Regions from separate parts of the Mustela erminea genome. Here region 2 is linked to region 1. Evidence: chromatin contacts called from public Hi-C data. All regions are on one chromosome and are shown on one strand. Each heading gives the region's core, a stretch centred on a gene start, on an enhancer-like site or on the middle of the called end of the contact. The rest is flanking DNA. Distances are from core to core; before and after follow the strand shown. Region 1 holds the start of ERCC1 (DNA excision repair protein ERCC-1). Region 2 overlaps RTN2 (reticulon-2).

Region 1 (2,640 bases), core at 103-2,602:
CTGCCATAGTGCATCTTCAAAATTAAGTCTTATATGGATTAAAGACAGAAACAAAATCAGGACTCTGAAAGTATTAAAAGTAATTACAGGATATTTTTTATGACCTTGGGGGTATAGCAGTTCTCTTAAAAAACACACCAAAACCCAAAGTCAGCACCGAACAGACTGATAAACAGTTCTGAATAAACACTAAGAATTCTCTGACATAAATAAATAGTTAAAATACAAAGTACAAACTAGGAGGGGATACTTGGAATATACATAACTAAGAATTAGAATCAGAATCCATAAAGTACTCCTACAAATTAAGACTAATAAAAAAAAAAAGGCATACAACCCCATTAAAAAAATGGGCAAAGGATATGAGCAAGCAATCCACAGAAGACAAACTACATAAGACCAATAAACTCAACAAAAAGATGTTCTCTCTCCTTAGTAACCGGAGAGCCACAAGTTAGAACAGTCTGATGCTGTTCTTTCAGGAAATGACTAATTCTAACTCATCAACCAGGTCTCTGCTCAGATGTCTCTTCCTCCAGGAAGCCCTTCCCTACCCTGGGGCTCGGTTCTGCGGCCCCTTCTCGCCCCTCCCCTCCCGCCGGGGGTCCCGGGTCTCCCATCCCAGCCTTGCCCACTCCGGGCCGTCACTGGGAACTCAAGTGTGTCTCGCCCACTGGAGTGGGAGCTCCAGGAGGACAGGAGGGAGCAGTGGTTGTCAGTGGTCACTGCTGAGTCGCTAGCACTGCCCCGCCCAGGGCCAGGAACAGAGGAGGCGCTCGGGAGTACCGTGGAATGAACCAATAAATGAATGTGGAAACCGAGGCCAAGTCAATGGCCCAGAGCTGGGATGTGAACCCAAGTCTGGACTGAGAGGAGGAACCTAGGGTTTTTTTTTTTTTTTTAAGGTTTTATTTATTTATTTAACAGAGAGAGAAATCACAAGCAGGCAGAGAGGGGGGCGGGTGAAGCAGGCTCCTCGCTGAGCAGAGAGCCCGATGCGGGGCTCCATCTCAGGACCCTGAGATCATGACCTGAGCCGAAGGCAGAGGCTTAACCCACTGAGCCACCCATGCCCCGGGGAGAACCTAATTTGATCTCCCGCCATCTCCCCCCCCCCACCCCCGCAGTGAATCCTGTCCGGAGCTCGAGCACAAGCAGGTGCCTTATAAGGGCACCGAAACTGAACTTCTCGGCAACCGGAGATGTTCAGGTGGCTAGGTCAACCGCTCTCTCCAACCCAAACCTCCGCAGTCCTCCAGGACCATAGAGAGCTGCGCAGCGACCGCCCCTCTTGAAGCCCTACCCCTCTGGGGAACGGTGAGAGCGGGATCGGGGGCTAGAGAGGCCGGAAGTGCGGCGAGCCCGGGGACGCGCTGGCCGCGACGGCGGTGGGAAGCCTCGGTCCCTCTCCGGTTTTTCACTCGCGGCTCGGAGACAAGGGTGAGTCTTCGCGGCGCTCCGACCGCCGGCCCGGTCGAGAGGGGGCGGGGGGAGGAGGAGGCGATTGGCAGCCACAGGAGCCAATCAGTCGTTGTAGTGTTTCAGAGAAGGACGAGATTGAGCCAGGGGAGGGTATCAGGTGCGAGCCCTGTGGGCGGGAAGGAGGGGACGGAGGCTGGACTGGACCAACGGGGGGCGGGGCGAATAGAAAGCGGGGACCGTGAGGGGCGGGGCTAATGGTACGCCTAGACCGATGAGGGGCGGGGCGAGCTGAAGGTGGAGGCTCCCTGTGGGCGGGGCTTTAAAGAATCCGGGGCACTGGGTGTTTGGTACTGGTCGCTGCGGAGCGCCGGGATTTTTGGGGTGGGGTGGCTGTGAGTAGGGGTTCCTGCTTGGAGGATGGGAATGCAGGCCCTGGTGTCTCCCTCGCCCCCGCCGCCATGTCTTCATTTCCAGGCCCCAGAAGAACCTTGGGATGGACGAAGAGGGAGTGCGGCAGCCCTCTGGGCCACCCACGAGGAAGAAATTCTTCATACCGCTGGAGGAGGATGAGGCTCCTCCTGCAGGGGTAGGATGAGGAGATGGGGAGAAGGCTGGGAGGTTGGGCGGGCGATTGAGAGGAAGGAGGACAGGAACGGTCCTGTGGCCACCCGTGTGGATTAGGAAATGGGACCTGGGTCACTTTGGGAAAACACCTCTGCTCCGCAGGTCTGTTTCCTTTTCTGTAAAATGTCATGGTGATTCTAAGAGAGGGCTCCAGGCAGGGACAGCGAACCGGCAAGCCCTGTTTTATGTGGCCGGCACCCTGGTTTGCAAAACTTCAGTTTATTGCTGACGTTTGAGAATTGGAAGACTTTGCAATTAAAAAGAAAGTCTGCGCTTTTGGCATGTTTTGGTAAATGGAAGGAGCAGACAACACTGAGGTTGCATTCCTACGGGAAAACAATTGGCTGGTACTGAGGACCGGCTGATCACTAGGGGCTAGGAAGAAAAACGGTGGGTCAAGGGTATAGGGGGTGATGGGGGAAAGGTGCTACCTTACTTGAAGGGACTGCTTCTCCGAGGAGGTGACATCTCGCCGTGATCTGAACGAGGTGAGGGAGTGAGCTATGTGAAAACATCTGGAGGCAGAAGGGACAGCCAGCGCAAAGGCCCAGGGAGTTCGAGGGCAGCAAGAAGGCCAGTGGGGCTAGACTAGAG
Region 2 (2,640 bases), core at 70-2,569, 49 kb before region 1:
TCAGTGCAGCTAAAGTCTAACGAATATGTCAGCAGCCAGAGAGAAGTGTTTTGATTGGTGTCGCCTGTGCAGAGCCAGGATCCAATTAACATGCCCCAACCCAAGGCAGGTGGTCTAACCGATGCTTTCACCCCGAAACTGCCAAGGACAGTCAACACTGAGTGGAGCGGCTGTTGCCCAGAACACCAAGAGAACCGAAGCCAAGTGACATATATCCCACCCAGAGACTGGCAGATGGACTGACGTTCCCTTCCCCCACACAGCTGAGACCCAAACAATACACATGCCTACCAGAGAGAGTACAAACTCCCTCGTGTGCTGGAAGCCCCAAGACTCTCAGAGTTGGTCACACTGTGAATTAAACTCGTGTTTAAGTCAATCCACTCAGAGACTTGACAACCAACACCAATGGTGCCCACACTCTCACCTGACTCACACACAGACACATGCACGTACAACTCCCTCGAAGATTCATCGTCATGCTCAGGAAACAGAACTTACTGGCAAATTCCTGTGTGTCTGCCTGACGTCATTCCCCACACAGAACTTGGCCCAATGTACTGACACTTCAGCTTGAACTTCTGACTTCCAAGACTATTTTATCAGGCTGAGAGTTGAAGGTGGAGTAATGGATCGCTCTCCCCAATTTCTCATTTAGTGGGGGGGGGGGGGGGGGGGGAGGAAGCAGCCTCCTGAATGAATCAGGGAGAAGAACCCCTCCGATCTCTCCTTCTTGGTCTCCCCAGGCCCAGATGGACCAGTATGTGGGATTGGTGACCAATCAGTTGAGCCACATCAAAGCTAAGTAAGGGCATGGGATGGAGATGGATGGGATGGGGACTGGGGAAGTTTAGGAACTTTTTTCCCAGATATTACCTGTCTCTAAATCTCTTGGGGAGGGCAGGGGCTGGGTTTGGCCACTCAGGTCCTCCATCCTGCCCCCTGGACCCCGCCCCCATCCAGATTTCCCCTTAGTTCTCTAATTCCTACGGGTCATTTGCCATCCTCTGTGACTCCCACTTGTTTCTCCCTCAGGATCCGAGCTAAGATCCCAGGGTCCGGAGCCCTTGCCTCGGCAGCAGCCGCAGTCTCCGGAGCCAAAGCCAAAGCCGAATGAAAGGGGTGTCTCTGCCTTCCGGACGCCTGCCCCCATCCCCCCGCAGCCCTCTGCCCAACTCCTCCTCCCTTCTATCCCCACCCTCCCTCCACCTCCACCCCCGCCCGAGCCATTTCCCTGGCAGGTGTCTGGATCACCCACACCAGGGAGTTTGTGGAAATTGCCTGAGCGGCCAGGACTACATCTCCCGAGAGGCTCTGCTCTAGGAGTCCTGGAAAGGCGAAGCACTTTGGCTGCGGCGCCTGCTGGGACTTGTAGTTGCCTAGATAGGGCACCCGCCCTGCACTTCCGTGACCCCGCCGCTGGAGGCGCCGTGAGAGATTGGTGTCTCCTGGACGCCACTAGCCCCAAAGCCAGGGCTTTGCATGGGGCCCAGGGGAGGCCTGAGCTTGGATTTACACTGTAATAAAGACTCCTGTGGAAAACCCAAGGCCTCCTGTGCTTCCAGCCTCCTCCAGCTTTCACCTTCCTGCACCGACAAGCACCTAAGTGCTATTCAAGGAGGAATCTTCCCCATCTATCCAGAAGGAGCTCCCTCATAATCTGTCTATATTATGAAATGATTGAGGAGAAGAGGCTGAGTGACCCTCCATGCCAGGGCTAGCCAAGCCTTTGACAGCCGTTTTCCGTTCCTGTGTCCAAGGCAGACATCACTAGTCAATCCCCACACTCTGCCCACCCAGCAGCCCTCTCACTGGAGCCCCAGATCCGTGCCCAGGTGCCTTCTGGATGGCTCCCTCCACAAACACATCCAAACCTTTAATTGTCCTATCTCATTTCCAGCTCAGGGATGTCTGCTCTGCCACTTTGTCATCAGGCTAGAGACCTCGGTGTGGCCCTGGATTCCTACTTCCTCAGCCCCAACATCTAGTAAGTCAGGAGACAATGCGTATCCTCTCTCTCAAATGTCTCTCATCCCACCGCTTCTCTCTATCCACTTACCATGGGACGGAATAAAGGGCCTCGTGGCCTTTCTGGGCCTCAGGTTCCAAAACCTACGAAGAAAGGAGGCAGGAGAATGGGTTCTTTTTTTCTTTTTTTAAAATATTTTATTTTTATTTATTTGACAGAGATCACAAGTAGGCAGAGAGGAAGGTAAAGAGAGAGGGGGAAGCAGAGTCCCTGCTGAGCACAGGGCCTGTCGCAGGGCTTGACCCTAGGACCCCGAGATCATGACCCAAGTCAAAGGCAGAGGCCCTAACCCACTGAGCTACCCAGGCCCCCCCTTTTTTTAACATTTTATTTATTTACTTGACAGCACAAGCAGGGGGAGCAGTAGGCAGAGGGAGAGGGAGAAGCAGGCTCCCCGCTGAGCAGGGGGTCCAATGAGGGACTCAATCCTAGGACCCTGGGATCATGACCTGAGCAGACGCTCAACCAACTGAGCCACCCAGTCACCCAGGAGACTGGGTTCTAATGCCCACAGAACTGGATTTGAATCCCGGCTTCACTACCTCTTGGCCGTGTGACTTTGAACAAGTGACTTCACCTCTCAAGGTCTCGGTTTCCTCAAATGGAAAACT

What was found. A called contact is a pair of places that touch in the nucleus more often than the background predicts.
Region 2: a Hi-C map of fibroblasts shows a contact between it and region 1, with 3 times the contacts expected there. The contact joins the enhancer-like site here to the promoter of ERCC1 in region 1. A contact is called at or near these places in 3 of 3 Hi-C or Micro-C datasets (fibroblasts, skeletal muscle and spleen).

The regions. Positions count from the first base shown.
Region 1 is chr19:2,353,672-2,356,311 of mMusErm1.Pri, reverse strand. ERCC1 (DNA excision repair protein ERCC-1) reads left to right here and starts at 1,352. Exons shown (of 10, transcript XM_032323282.1): 1 at 1,352-1,440; 2 at 1,897-2,008. The coding sequence starts at 1,916.
Region 2 is chr19:2,402,975-2,405,614 of mMusErm1.Pri, reverse strand. RTN2 (reticulon-2) reads left to right here. Exons shown (of 10, transcript XM_032323337.1): 9 at 747-805; 10 at 1,036-1,542. The coding sequence ends at 1,117. Among named protein-coding and RNA genes, the nearest start is that of RTN2, 8.1 kb to the left of the region's middle. Within about 2 kb of position 1,319, the one cell type or tissue checked has open chromatin away from gene starts, as enhancers often do. A contact at or near this core is called in fibroblasts, where this site is marked.